Regions from separate parts of the Pan troglodytes genome. Here region 1 is linked to region 2. A link is a contact called in public capture Hi-C data. All regions are on one chromosome and are shown on one strand. The core of a region is the stretch at or near the end of the contact, and the rest is flanking DNA. Distances in the headings are between cores, read along the strand shown.

Region 1 (7,567 bases), core at 2,839-5,338, 81 kb before region 2:
CAAAGTATGCCTTTTACAAAATGAGCACACAATGTCTAGGCTCAGTATCATTTAGTATTACAGCATGATTAACAAAACTTGATGGATCTCATCTTCATTTGGAAGACCAAAGCCCCTCTGACTTGTAACCCTTCATAGCTCTCTGTAATGCAACAGCATCTACACACAGAGGAGTCTACATTTCCCCATGGAAAAATATAAATGTATATTTATTTTAGTGTGCCTTTGACTTAGAAACATGTTTTTGATTAAGAATATGGCTTGGGGCTGGGAGTGGTGGCTCGTGCCTGTAATCCCAGCAATTTGGGAGGCCAAGGTGGGCAGATTGCCTGAGGTCAGGAGTTTGAGATCAGTCTAGCCAACATGGTGAAACCCCATCTCTACTGGAAATACAAAAAATTTAGCTGGATGTGGGGGCATGCGCCTGTAATCCCAGCTACTCAGGAGGCTGAGGCAGGGGAATTGCTTGAACCAGGGAGGTGGAGGTTGCAGTGAGCCGAGAACGTGTCACGGTACTCCAGCCTGGGTGACATAGTGAGACTACGTTCCAAAAGAAAAGAAAAAAAAAATATGGCTTGGAAATTTAGACGTTTTGATAAACGCACCTGCATAGTTTGCTAAGGTAGCAATGCCCAGACATTTTATATTCTTATTTGTCTCAGTTCTTGTCTCTAAAAATACAGTGATGGTATTTCTCCCTGACCTCTACCTACTGCAGGGAGTATAGAAGAAATGGGGGTGACTACGCTCATTAAAACCACGAAGTTTTTGAAAGAGAGAACACTCACTCACTTGAGCTATTGCATTAGCAACGCTGACACTGCTTTGGGCTTTAAAAATCAAGTTTTATTAGGTGATGGTGTTCCCTGTTACCAAGATGCTGTATAACTCCGGCAAACTCGTCCAACAAAAGCTGAAAGGCATGACCAATAAATGCAACTCATTAAGAAGGTCTCATTTTACCCTCAGCCATTGTATTGCCCACTTGAAAAATAGTAGATAAATTTTGTCCTTACCCTGAAGAGTAGTAGATAAGAACCGCTAGAAATGTTGCCTACAAAGTTCCAGAAAAACAATTTCAGAAAATGCTTGGAGAAGGAAGTAAAGCTACATCTGGATACCTACCGATTAACTACTAGCAGTGCACCAATGGCTAATACAGGGGCACGCCCTTTGCAACCTCATTGCAACAGTCACTTGCCCATCTTCCTGGAGAAAGTCATAATTTCTCAATTTGCCTAACTATATTTTAAACTTATTTTTAGGGCTGATATTAGCAGTTTCTCATTGGCCATGGGGAATTTTTTAACAATTAGAATGTGAAAGTTAGGGCCCAGCACAGGTGACTCACATCTGTAATCCCAACACTTTGAAAGGCTGAGGCAGGAGGATCACTTGAGCCCAAGAGTTCAAGACCAGCCTGGGCAACATAGTGAGACCCCATTTCTACAAAAACAATAAATGAAATTAGCCAGGTGTGGTGGTGTGTGCCTGCAGTCTCAGCTGCTTGGGAGGCTAAAATAAGACTGTCTGAACCCAGGAATTCGAGGCTGCAGTGAGCTATGACTGTGCCACTGCACTCTAGCCTTGAGGACAGAGCGAGACCCGTCTCTAAAAAGTAAATTGTTTTTAATGTGAGAGTTAAAAAAATCCCAACAATTTCAAGTTGACAATACATTCATTATTTAACTAAAAAAAAAGAAATGTGGAAGAAGAGTATTTTGCCAAGAGGTAGGGGAAAATAATAGGGTAGATCCCATTTTCTGTATCCTCTTGTTCATTATTCATTTGTTGAATGAGGGAGTGTCAATCACTTAGTCAGTAAATATTTATTAAATGCCTACTTTGCACCAAGTATTATGCCTGCCCTAAGGTTACAAACATTATCCCTATTCTCAAAGAGTCTAATTTTTTAACAAAGAAGGGAATAGAAGGAAAAGCATTAAATTAATTAAGCTCCTACTCTGTGCCAGGTGCTTTTCTTGTCAAATCTTCCTAACAACTGAAGAGAGAAGATAGATGAAATGCCCCCCACTTAACGAATGTGAACTAAGACTCCATGATTTGCCCCGAGTCACACAGTTCAGGGTAGACTAGTGTTTGCATTCAAATTGGTCTAATTTCAAAAACCCTTTTTAAAGATTTCTTTAGAGAAAAAAGAAGAAGTCACCCATTATCCTACCATCCTGATATAAAACCGTCAATATTTTGGAGAACTTCCTTCCAATTTTTCTTCTACACATAGGTCAATTTTTAAATTTTTAAAAATGTGTTTCACAGTTGTAATCAAAATGTGTTATACTGCATTTTCTTGGAACTTTGACACCATCAACTGTGAAATGCTCCATTACTCTAGATAGCACCAGAAAGAAAAATCACTGCCAATTATATGATGCCACTGTGAGCTATGTCCAGATTTCAGCGATGTTAAAATGTGAAGGTGAAGAATTTGTGTCTTAGAATCAGTGGCCTACTCTACATTTCACATAGCCCACACTCAGGCTGTGCATCTACTGCCTGGAGTGGTGAGGATGGCTTCATGGCACAGGCGACCTGGGTCTCTTTCAGAGTAGATAAACTCCTCGACTGGACTGGCAGGCCCTCCTCAGAGGGAAGAGGGCTCAATTTGACTGTCTTTTGCATGCCTTGATGCCTTGTCTTGTGCACAGTAGGTACTCAAGAAGTATTTCTTGGTTGAATAAATACATAACTAAAGCTTGAGAAACAATGTATAGCCAGCAGAAGGTAAAAATGACCATGCGCCTGCAGAATGGTACAAGTGCAACTTCTGATGAGGGTTTGTGTGGCTACACTGGGGAAGTGGGGAGATGAGATGGACGGAACTTTGAGCCAGAACCAATAGCTCTGGTTTTTCAAGGTCTCTGCCTTCCTACAGCTGGCTGCTGTTTTAATATCACCTCGTCTTTGCTGTTCAGGCCTTTACGTTGATGTTCTTTTTTTTTTTTTTTTTGAGACGGAGTCTCGCTCTGTCACCCTGGCTGGAGTACAGTGACGCGATCTCAGCTCACTGCCAGCTCCGCCTCCCGGGTTCATGCTATTCTCCTGCCTCAGCCTCCCAAGTAGCTGGGGCTACAAGCGCCCGCCATCACGCCTGGCTAATTTTTTTTTTGTATTTTTAGTAGAGATGGGGTTTTACCATGTTAGCCAGGATGGTCTCGACCTCCTAACCTCATGATCCACCCGCCTCGGCCTCCCAAAGTGCTGGGATTACAGGCGTGAGCCACCGCGCCCAGCCTACTATGATGTTCTTATCCAAGCCTAGCTCCATAGTACTGGTTGATTCTGCCATCTTAGAAAATTATTCACACTCAATTTGCATATTGATTTAGATTTGTTTGTTTGGGAACATCACCCATTAATTTCAAGTAATAACTCATACGGAGAAAATTCAGGCATCAGCAAGAGGCAGGTAGAGGACAGCAGTATTTTTCAGAAGTTGAAACATTCAGCCTAAAAGGACAGTATCTCTTCTGCTTATACAGATCTGATTGCCCTAGGAAGTAAAAGCCTGTGACAGTTCAAATCTATATGACTTGGCAATTCAACTTTCTATGGATGCTCACTAAGATACGTGCCTGAAATGGCAAAATGAGTTTAAATAAAGAAAAGAAACTAAGACTTAGTTCTCTATGCATATTCCCCATTAAACACAAGATCTGCACATTTAGAAAATCATTACGATTTCTCTTGCTTTCCTTTTCTCCTTTTCATCCTCCATTCACCTAACAAGTATCTGTCTCTTTGCCACTTGTGAAGAGCTGTGTTAAGTTCCCTAAAAGATATAATTTTCTGATGGGTCAGAAAATGCTCACAAAGAAGTCTGCACATTAATAGTGAAAGTATGTTTTATTCACAGATAGATAAGTAAAACACAAGGTAGAGGAAGCATAAATACTACCAGAGAAAGACAGGTGATATAAAATCAGAGTTTAGAGCCTGGAGAGATGACATCGGCTGGGGGATCAGGAAAGGCTTCAGAGAGGAGGCGTCATTCCACCTGCGCCTTGAAGGATGGAGAGCATGTGGACCTATGAGAATGAGAGCAAAAACCTAGCAGAGCAGAGGCATGCTTGGGCACAAGAACTCCTGTCATTTCTTTCTCCATGGGCTGTCTGTTGTTTAGAAACAGGATGCTATTGCTGGTGTTAGAGCCCTGGCCAATGAAAAAACCAGCAACTTGAGCTGACCAGTGCGAGGTGTCATAAATCATACCATCATCAGGCCAAAGTCAGGAAAATACCATAGGATTTCATGCCTATCAAGTGTGAAATTTTAGAGGCAAGTCATGAAAGCCTAAGCCTGGTGTAGAACAGAGCATCTGAAATCCACGACAGGTAACTAAGATGAAAAGCAACAGCACAATGTCACTTTTCAAAACTCAAGGGACTGCCAGCTTCTTGCTTACCATGGACATGGATACCATTTGGTTGAAAAGAAGAGTTTGTTTCTGGCTGATAGGACTTCAGGTGTGAACCTGATGGCTGCTGGGTATAGGGAGGCTGTGTTCTTTGCAGTATTGAAGAAGGAGCTGGAACTCTCCGGGGGCTGATGTGGTGAGGAGATGGAGCAGAAGGTGCAAACCTGAGAAAACAATTATAAAAGGAAACATGAGGGACATAAAACAGCAGGAACAAAGGCAAACTCTCCAAAGCCAAATTCTCACCTCCCATTCTGGCTATACAAGAGCGTGACAACAAGCCTTTAAAAAAAAATCCTTCAGGATTTTTCTCTACCCTCTCTCCCTCCCCACTGCCGTTCCCCGTTTAACCACTGAGTTCTCAACTGAGATACAGAGGGAATAAACAAGTACAATAAAGGGAAAACCTACTCACAGTTTGGGTTTCTCAAGATTTCTAAGCTGCATTTCAAATACACTATGTTTGGTGAAATTCAAAGTACATCTTTTGCCAAGCCCTTTTTCTGCTAATTTTTTAAAAATCTATTTGCATTTAAGGGGAAATTTGATCCGTATGTTTCTGAATCATTTACACTTAGCTCATAAACATTTTGTTCTGTAAGATATATCTGAGGTCCAAGAAGTGTTGTTACAAGTCTTTATTATGAGCCTCTCTAATCCTATTCTCTTTAAACAATGCATTTGCTTTCGCCAAGAATGAATTAACTTAAACCTCAAAGGTCAAGTATGGCTTGAAACCCACAACCCACGAGATCTGCGTGGGCTCCGTGCTTGGCAAAGAGTGTTCCTGAGGGTATGATAGGAAGATGAGGTAGGAGTCACAGGCGCCAATCACAGTAAGACTATTGATGGTTTCTGGGGTGGGGGACATGTTGGTGTTTAAATAAGGAGATGTTGTCAAGAAACCTGGGATATGAAATGGATGATTGTACATTGATCTTCCAGTTGTGAAGGAAAATTGGAAAGACCTGACTCACTATGTTTAAAATGACAGTTTATGCTTTCTAACATCGAAGGCAAGATGTAATTGTTAGAACAATGTTACAGTTTGGCAATGTCTATCAAATATCAAAATGATCCTCCAGGTGCCAGTTCAGTAGGGGACTGACAGAATATAGGGGAGAAAGGAGCAGGAAGTCTGTCAATGCAGTAAAATGAAGCAGCAAATGAATTGTTTAGTTTCCTCAAAAAGTCCCAGTAAGCTGAAAACTTTTAATCAGCTGTTCCTTACACTGTGTAGAAAGACAGGCTTTGTTTTGCAGTAACACGTATAGGTCACCATCTGCTTACATTGCTTATTTCACAGGAACAAATCGCTTTAACTTTGCTGGGCTTTTGTGGAGGGCCATAGATGATAAAAAGGGAAGATGAACTAGTCAAGCTTATAAAGTGATTGGAAACATTCTGAACCAGAATATTTAATAAGGCAGAGTTTCTATGTTTGTACTGTAGCAGTAAGAAAGCATGGGACAAAAATCTCATGTTCTTTTTGCTTTTCCCATGTGAGGTGTGATGAGACTATAGAAGAAAGTGAATGTAAGAACCAAGAAAGTAGGAGTAGGACTCGCTAACCTCTAGGGAAAAGAAGTCAAGGCGAGGAGCTTAGACAAACCAGCTGGGTTGGGATGCCTGTTTAATTGATCATTTACATCTTCATTCTGCTGAAAGAGAATAGTAAGTGACTGTACCGTGCTGAGTAAATACACATTTTCTGAGCATATCATCTTAACTGGTATTACCCTGAAAAGATGTGCTGAATAGCTTGAGAGAAAACACAGCAAACAAATCCTGGCACTGCCCTGAGAACATCTAGTAAAACTCATTTGCCAGGATTCCTCCTATGAAGGCTATTTTCTAGGGGAACATGTTTTTAACGTGTCTTACAAGTTGCTCTGAGGTTGTGGGAGAGCGATGAGCAATTGGGAGATCATAGACTTTAGGGGCAGAAGGAATCCAGGTTAACACCTAATCCCAAATCCCCTGGTCCTTAAAGATCCCCAGAGATGGAGGCAGGAAGGATCTGAATTGCAAGGCAACCTATGGTGCTATTTAACAGTCATTGCTGGTGTCCCAATTTTGTTTTCTGGGGCAAAGGAGCAAGATCCTTTGATCGGCTCCCTAATTCTGTTTCCTAGGTTGTAAATCAAAGATGCAACTTGCTCTAGATGGTTTTCCAGTCCCTTCTTCTGGAATATCTGCTATCCTCTTTCTGTTGAGGACTGATGGGACACAGAGATGTGTGAATGGGCAAGTCAGCAAGTAGATCTATATCTAGATCCTACATATATATGATTCTCTATAATTATATGCTGATTAAAATCATTCTTATGTACTCATTCATGGAAGTTCCAAACCAGGGCCATGCTCTCTTGACTACCAAATATTACCCAGTATAATAATATCATTGAATAAAGAAAAAAATATGATAGGTACAAACCATGGTTTTAGCACTGCTGTCTGTCTCAAAGACATGAAGGAATAAAATATCATGGCTTCAACTGACTCAAGATTTTGCTTTTTCCTAATTCAGGCTGAATTTTCCTCTATGTTAGTCAAATAAATGAATTTATACAATATAAAGTTAATATAATTTCAAAACATAGTATGACACCCCATATAAAGTATTAATAGAAATTTAAATATAAACTATTCTAAGTGAAATACACATTTAAAGTAGGCTTTGATTTGAAAAGGAAAGAAATAGTACAAAAATGTTAACTTTTATACATGCAGAGAAATAAAATATGACAAGAAGTCATCACAATTATCCAGACAATTGCTAGGAACAAGGAAGTAGATACGAAGCCACCACTAAAAAGTCCAGCATAAGAAGTAAGTGTATATATAGGATTGATTTTCAAGTACAGCAGATAGAATCCATTTTGTTACTGTGTAAAAACACCACATAGTACCATACTTAAAATCTTTCAAAATGTATTAATTGAAATTTAATATTTATAAAGTTAGTTACTTGTTAACCAGCTCATAGTAGAGTAGAAATAGTAAGCTAAAATCAGGGGTGAGAGGACAGGAGAGGCATGGAGAAGATGAAGAGAGAGTCTTCCTGTTTGAGGTAAGGTCCCTGGGAATGTCAAAACACAGTAATGGACAACTCTTCTCTCAGCAAGA
Region 2 (6,583 bases), core at 1,949-4,448:
TTATTTGATCTGCTAGAAGCCATATTTACGGTTCACTCCTTTTTTTGTGTCACTGGATTCCAAGAACAAGGTTAAATCATGAATATATAATTTAATTTGACATACCAAACTTGAATTCTATGTTTGATTATCTGCTGTGTTCATTGATTGACTGACTGTTTGACTGGTTGGTTGAATCACTCAAAAGTATGCTTCCGGGATGTGCTGGGCACTGTGTTTCAGACTAGGGATCTAAAAGTGAACAATGGATAAACCAGGTTCTCGATACCTCATGGTTTCTAGAAAATAGTGAGTTTATTATTGGCTAAAGTCACTTGCCAGTTAGTTTCTACCGAGTAAGCAAAGATTTTCTTTAACCTGGGAATCTTTTCTGAATTTGCATAGCCTTCTTGCACTAGCCTTCCCTACCCTGCCCTGGTTTCAGGAGTGCAACTAGCTAAGATCTTTACTGGCGATCCCATTGTAAAAGCTTATGCTTTGAGCATTAGAGGAGATGTTACATGTACAAAAGGCTTGATGACTATTAACAAATTATATAAATTGATGCCGTTATTATTACCATGGTCACCACAATTTAGGTTGGTAATGTCATTTTCTATTTGATTTTTTTTTTTTTTTTTGAGATGGAGTCTCACTCTGTTGTCCAGGCTGGAGTGCAATGGCACAATCTCGGCTCACTGCAACCTCCGCCTCCCGAGTTTAAGCGAGTCTCCTGCCTCAGCCTCCCGGGTAGCTGGAATTACAGGCATGTGCCACCACGCCCAGCTGATTTTGTATTTTTAGTAGAGATGGCGTTTCGCCATGTTGGCCAGGCTGGTCTCGAACTCCTGATCTCAGGTGATCCACCCACCTTGGCTTCCCAAAGTGCTGGGATTATAAGCGTGAGCCACCGTGCCCAGGCTTCTGTTTGATTTTGAGATGTTCTTGGAGAAAGTTTGACTACACACCCACTGTTCCTCTCAGCTGACCTTCACTTTCTTCTCTTGTTGTCAGCCACTACGGAAGGATTGGTATGCCAAAAAAGTAATGTCAGGGACTGATCTAAGTAGTACTGCTGCAACTGTCATTTTATCTCAGGTTACCTAAGCTTTAACTAGCATGCTACACTTCATCCAACTATATATTTTGTTATTTTCCACCTGTACTGTACAATTACTGTGTAGATATTAAGATGCTAATAGAGAGATTAATTAATACAACTTTTAAGGGTTAGAATTAGGAACTCAGTAATCTTTATGGGAAAACCATTTTTCTACAAATAAGGAATCCACTTAGTTGAAGAAAGATACTTTATCCAAAATTCTGACAGTATTATAAGGAGTGATTAATGAAAGGGAACACGGACCTAAATTTAAATAATAAATTCTTCAATCAAGTATAGTTTGTTTTTAAAATCAAGTGTGTGATTTCTATATGATTTTAAAAGAGCTTACTAATTTGTTAAATGTAGTAAAAAATTTAAACAGGAGCTAGTTTGGAGCTTAAAGGAAAAAATGATGCTTTAAAAATATTCAATATAGAAATAATTTTTCCAAAAAAAATAGCTGAGTTTTAAAAGCTATTGCATTAACAAAAATCAGGAAACCACTATATTAGGTAGCCTTCCTCAAAAGTTTTTTAAAAAGATATATATTTTTATTCCAAAATGATTTCTGAAAATGCTCTTAGCTTGATTAGCTAAAATTAGCTCCAAGCAAAGGAGGGCAGTGCGAAACCATAACACTTAGCCTCACAATAGTTCTTGCAAACTACAGATAACTAGCTGGAGTAGAAGCAATTTCTCAAGACAATCTTGTCTCATAAATGTTCATTCTTCCATGATAAAGGTTAATGACGACTTGGAAAATTTATTGGATCCCACCAAGACCATTTTAGGCACAGCAAAATAGGGCATTTTAACACAATTTATTCTTTTTTTTTCTTTTTCTACTTAGAAAAATCCCACTATTCACCACATGTATTCATTTAGTGTTCCATTTTATTGGTCCTAAAATCACTGAATTCAGGTAGAGTAGAAACTGGGTCCATCCTACACCCATGTTGCTCTAATTATATTTGAGATATTTACTAGGCAAACCATCACATTTATGCATATTAGGGGATAATTCTGTTTAGAAAGGTTATGTGACATATAGCTAAAATGACTTCTATGAATATGACTAATAGAGACTAATATAAAATTTAATAAATATGTCAACTATAACATCAGAAGAATCTTAAATATGTATGAGAAGGTGTGTAGAAATAACAGTATCTTTTCAAAATTCAAACTCTGGTGTAGTTTAATAATAGACATCAGAATGTTAACACCAAAAAAGTACTGTCATGAATACATTATTTGCAAGAATGTGGGATAAGAGATCTGTGATGTGTATAATACACTTATCCTGATGGCTTTGTTAAGCGCAGTGAAATTACATAGAGTCTACCTGGCCTAGTGTAAGGAAAATGGCATCAAAACCTGGGAAATGCAAAGGAGGGCTATCAACATAATTGAGAAAATAAAAGACAAGAATCATAGAAAACACATTTGGGAATGAGCAAAATGTTGCAGCATTAAGGGACTTAAGGGTGTAATAATGAAAATCAATTGTTCTCATAGGGTTGATGTCAAAGAATATGTGGCTGTTAACAGATAGGAAGCATGAGGAAAGTGAACTCTTGGGAAAGATTTGCTGTTTCTTCTTAGATCAGCTGAAGGTGAAAATACCAGGTGGTTTCTAAAGCAAAGGGCCAAATTCACTCTTGAAAATCATTCTAGCTGCAAAGTTCTATGTCAAGAGGGAAAGAACCAGGGTAGAAAAAAAAACGAAGAAAAACAAACAAAAACTGCTTCATATTCCTAGCAATAGCACACATTACCGACTTGATATCTGAATACTGTTTTTAATGCCAGTCTCTCCTGATCACTCTCTGTACTAAAATCTACTACATGACAGCCCCTAAACTGCTTTTGCTTTGTACACAGCGGTGACCAAGTAACCCTTCTGTCCCAGGAGGTTGTAATATTTAGAATAACCCGCTGCTACAGAAAAATGAAACAGCCAAATAGGGCCCCATCTGGCCTTTTACCAGGCTCCACTGCTGCCCTTGGCATTGTCCCTGTAACCTGCAGACCATAAAGCAAACACTTCACCAGCCCACTATCAAGCAGGCACTTCCTCACACCAGGCGCTGGGTTGGAAACTGGAAAGCTCCTGCCATTCTTACCGTGTCCAGATGCGTCCGCTGGTGTTTGGCGCGGTCACTGGAGTTACTGAAGGCCTTCTGACAACCCGGATGCTGGCACAAATACGGCTTCTCGCCTGTGTGGCTCCGCAAGTGGATCTTGAGATTTTCAAGCCTTGAAAAGGCCTTCTCGCAACCTTCAAACTGCAAAAAGAAAACAATTTTTGGTTGTTGAGAAGGACCTTGAATGTTTGAGTCTGGGGGACAGCAAAAGAAAAATGTTTCTTAGTTGGTACTTTGCCGAAAACGATAAAATAAAATCAAATCCAAACAGTAATAAATATTGCTCCTAAAAATATCCGAATGTTTATGTGAACTGCATTTTTCCGCTGAATATACATGCTACTTTCTGTATTAGATTTGGGTCCCAAACTGATTTCTGTGATTTACTTATGTCAGAGAAAATTCACCGTGAGCCATCTGGCTCTGTTAATAAAAATACAGTAATGTGTGTCTTAAAGATTTATTAAAAATTAACACACTTTTCCATTTCCAAATTGGTCTAAATTGAAGGAACTGGAAAGGAAGAAACTTTCTGACAACGAATAAACTAATAAGAAAAAAAAAGTCAGAGTGATATATGAGAAAAAGGAGAATTGAAGATTTGAGAGTCCAGGATGAAAAAGACATGTGTCCACTAGATCAATATGATCATAAATTTCCTTAACTATATTTGTAAGATTTTTCCAACCCTCAAAAGAGTGACCATGTTAATGTATATGGTAATGGCAAGGCTAATGAGATAAAGTTTTTAACAGGCTCTTATAAAGGAAGCTAAAAGACAATTCATTTAGTGTGAAATCATTTTCCAAAAAAGTACTGTAATACTTTAATCTTTTTTTACTTTTTAGACATTTCATTATCTAATTCATGAGGAAAAGAAGATAAAAGGCTTAAGATTTCAATAAATGTGTCACTGGTTTGTCAATAATATTTATTGACAGTAACATTTACTCAATGTCTTCTGAGGGCAAAATATCAGCTACTATTAATAGGGTCAAAGTGATTCCAATCCTTGAAGTAACAATCTAATAAAGAAAATGTGCTAGAGAAAGCCTAGAAATGAAGCATAAAGGTGAGATGGGGATTTATCTTTTAACTCTCTCTTTGGTGCTAACCCCCAGAATAGTTATGTTACTTAGACAGTTTTAATCCCATTTGAGTTCTCAGGGGAAGGGAAACTGAGAAATACGGAACACCTACTGGAAAAAAGCATAATACATTTAAAGCAATTAAGAAGCCTCACTTCTTATAGAGGAATGCAGGGGGGTGAGGGTGGGTAAGGAAGGAAGGTACGTTCCAGATGGTTCCCATTCAAAATTAGCAGGTATAACTTAACCTTGCTGCAAGAAATTGTATAAAACTCTTTGGTTCTCTTACTTACTATAATAGATGGTAGAGGACATTGTTCACAACAGAATGATCTAGAGCTGGCCAGGTTTTGGTTATTGGAATTTTCATCTTTAAATAAGGGACGAACTAAGTAAAAAAAAATAATTAAACATGTCATAACTCCATCTATTTAAGTTGTCCAGATTTTGCATGCTGGAGTATTTTAAGAAATTTATGAAAGTTGCACTTATTTTTGATTGAGAGTTATACATGTTTCACAGACATATGTTGGTTTATTTCAATTTTGATATTTTGCTTAAAATAATTTTGGTGTTTTCCTGATTTCTATTTCACATAAAAATAAATTTAGCCTGAGCAGAAGATGAATGCTGACAAAGCCAACTACTTTTTCAGCAGAGTGAAAGGAAACGTCACTAGAGGGAGAGAGGAGTTAAGGGGCTCATTTCTGCAGCTTTTCAAGTGACTCTCAAATTTAAGAATAAAGGGGCTCAACATTAAACCCCAACTCATAGCTAAGAGGCCTCTGCTGACCAAACCTCTGTTTTTAGGGTTCTCTTTGAATGACGACTCAGAGAAAACTCTTGGAGCTCAGTTTATTTGACTTGGAATCACCTGGTGGACCACACTTAGGTCTGAAGTGAGCTTGTGGTTTTAGACACGCCAAGTCTGTAGCCTGGTTCTTAGCAAGGCTCTTTTGTAGGGTGGATTCCATTTTGGGGCCAGCTCCAGGGGCACATACCCAAACCTGAGTAGGCCCCATATCCACTCTGTTCCACAGTCACCTCAGATCTTGATCTGAGAGAAAGCTGCATTGTTTCAGCACCCGGATGAGAGCGGAGAACTACTTTAGAATAAGATTAATGAGGTTTCTGTGAGTACAGGATAAAACAACATCCCTAGTTCTACCATAGAGGGATTAGAAGGATCCAAGACATGTCTCTGATTAATTCAAACTGTTCACTTGATAAGACATAAACTATATGTAAGAATACCATTTCCAAGTCTTTCCAGTTAAATGTCCACTTGAATATTCAGTTAAAACCCAACTAATTGCTATTATTACTCTTAACAGAAGCAACAATCAAAGACCAAAGGGCTTATTGCATTCCAAGCAAATCAGTGCAAAATGAACAATATCTCAGAACATCCTGACCATTTTCAAATAGCAAGGATAGAGGAAAATATAGGCACCTAGACTGAAAATGACAACAAAAAGATTATCTGTAAAATAATCAAAATCCAGCTGATATCAGATGTTTCCTCTGTAACAAGAAAGGGCAGAAGACAATAGAACAGCATTACAGTATTCTCGGGGAAAAGATTATGAATGAAGGGTTTGACCTCATTATGTTGTATGAATAAAGGCAGAAGAAGAAAGGCAGTTTCATGTAGTCAGGGGCTCATAACATACACCCCCAACTCACTCTTGTTGAAGAATTCACTTGCAGGAACCATGGAACCCAAGACCAGTAAAATCAGGCACTAAAGGATTGATAAATGCCTTGGTGAGGTGCCAAATATCCAACTCATCACAGGAGTGTGCAGGGCACTACACCTGAATGAACTTGTCACATTGACAATTCTGCCGAAAGAGAAAGGAGGTGCTGTTCATTTCTCTAATGGCGTCTGGATGAAACTTGAAAGCAAATAATTTTATCATGAATCATTATCATTTATTATGGGAATAATCCTGTAATTCATCACAAGAATTTCCCCTCCCTCAGGCAGTTTTACCGCTAGATTTATAAGTTCAATTAAATGCAAATGCATTAAAAATAAAACAACATTTAGGTAGGCTTATAAAAGATTGTTACAAAATATACCAAAATTGGATTCTTTGACTTTTGGGGCAAATGGATGCCTTTTATCCTTCTTATTTTTTTCACGTTTTCCAATTCTTTAATGAGCGAGCATGTCTCACCTTGTAAACTGACATCTAAGCTTAGGGAAGCAAGGAACATTAAGAGTGTTTCCTTGGGTTTGGCCAGATGCTTTCTCATCG

Evidence for each region. Capture Hi-C pulls out chosen DNA fragments and counts their contacts.
Region 1: a capture Hi-C map of stem cell-derived neural stem cells shows a contact between it and region 2, with 2.1 times the contacts expected there. The contact joins two enhancer-like sites. A contact is called at or near these places in 1 of 7 Hi-C or Micro-C datasets (stem cell-derived neural progenitor cells) and 1 of 1 other capture datasets (stem cell-derived neural stem cells).

The regions. Positions count from the first base shown.
Region 1 is chr11:112,073,457-112,081,023 of NHGRI_mPanTro3-v2.0_pri, reverse strand. It overlaps GLIS3 (GLIS family zinc finger 3), which reads right to left. Exons shown (of 12, transcript XM_063788746.1): 10 at 4,427-4,602. Among named protein-coding and RNA genes, the nearest start is that of RFX3, 370 kb to the left of the region's middle. Within about 2 kb of position 4,088, at least 3 of the 24 cell types and tissues checked have an H3K27ac peak or open chromatin away from gene starts, as enhancers often do. A contact at or near this core is called in stem cell-derived neural stem cells, where this site is marked.
Region 2 is chr11:111,992,321-111,998,903 of NHGRI_mPanTro3-v2.0_pri, reverse strand. It overlaps GLIS3 (GLIS family zinc finger 3), which reads right to left. Exons shown (of 12, transcript XM_063788746.1): 6 at 3,211-3,372. Among named protein-coding and RNA genes, the nearest start is that of RFX3, 450 kb to the left of the region's middle. Within about 2 kb of position 3,198, at least 1 of the 24 cell types and tissues checked has an H3K27ac peak or open chromatin away from gene starts, as enhancers often do. A contact at or near this core is called in stem cell-derived neural stem cells, where this site is marked.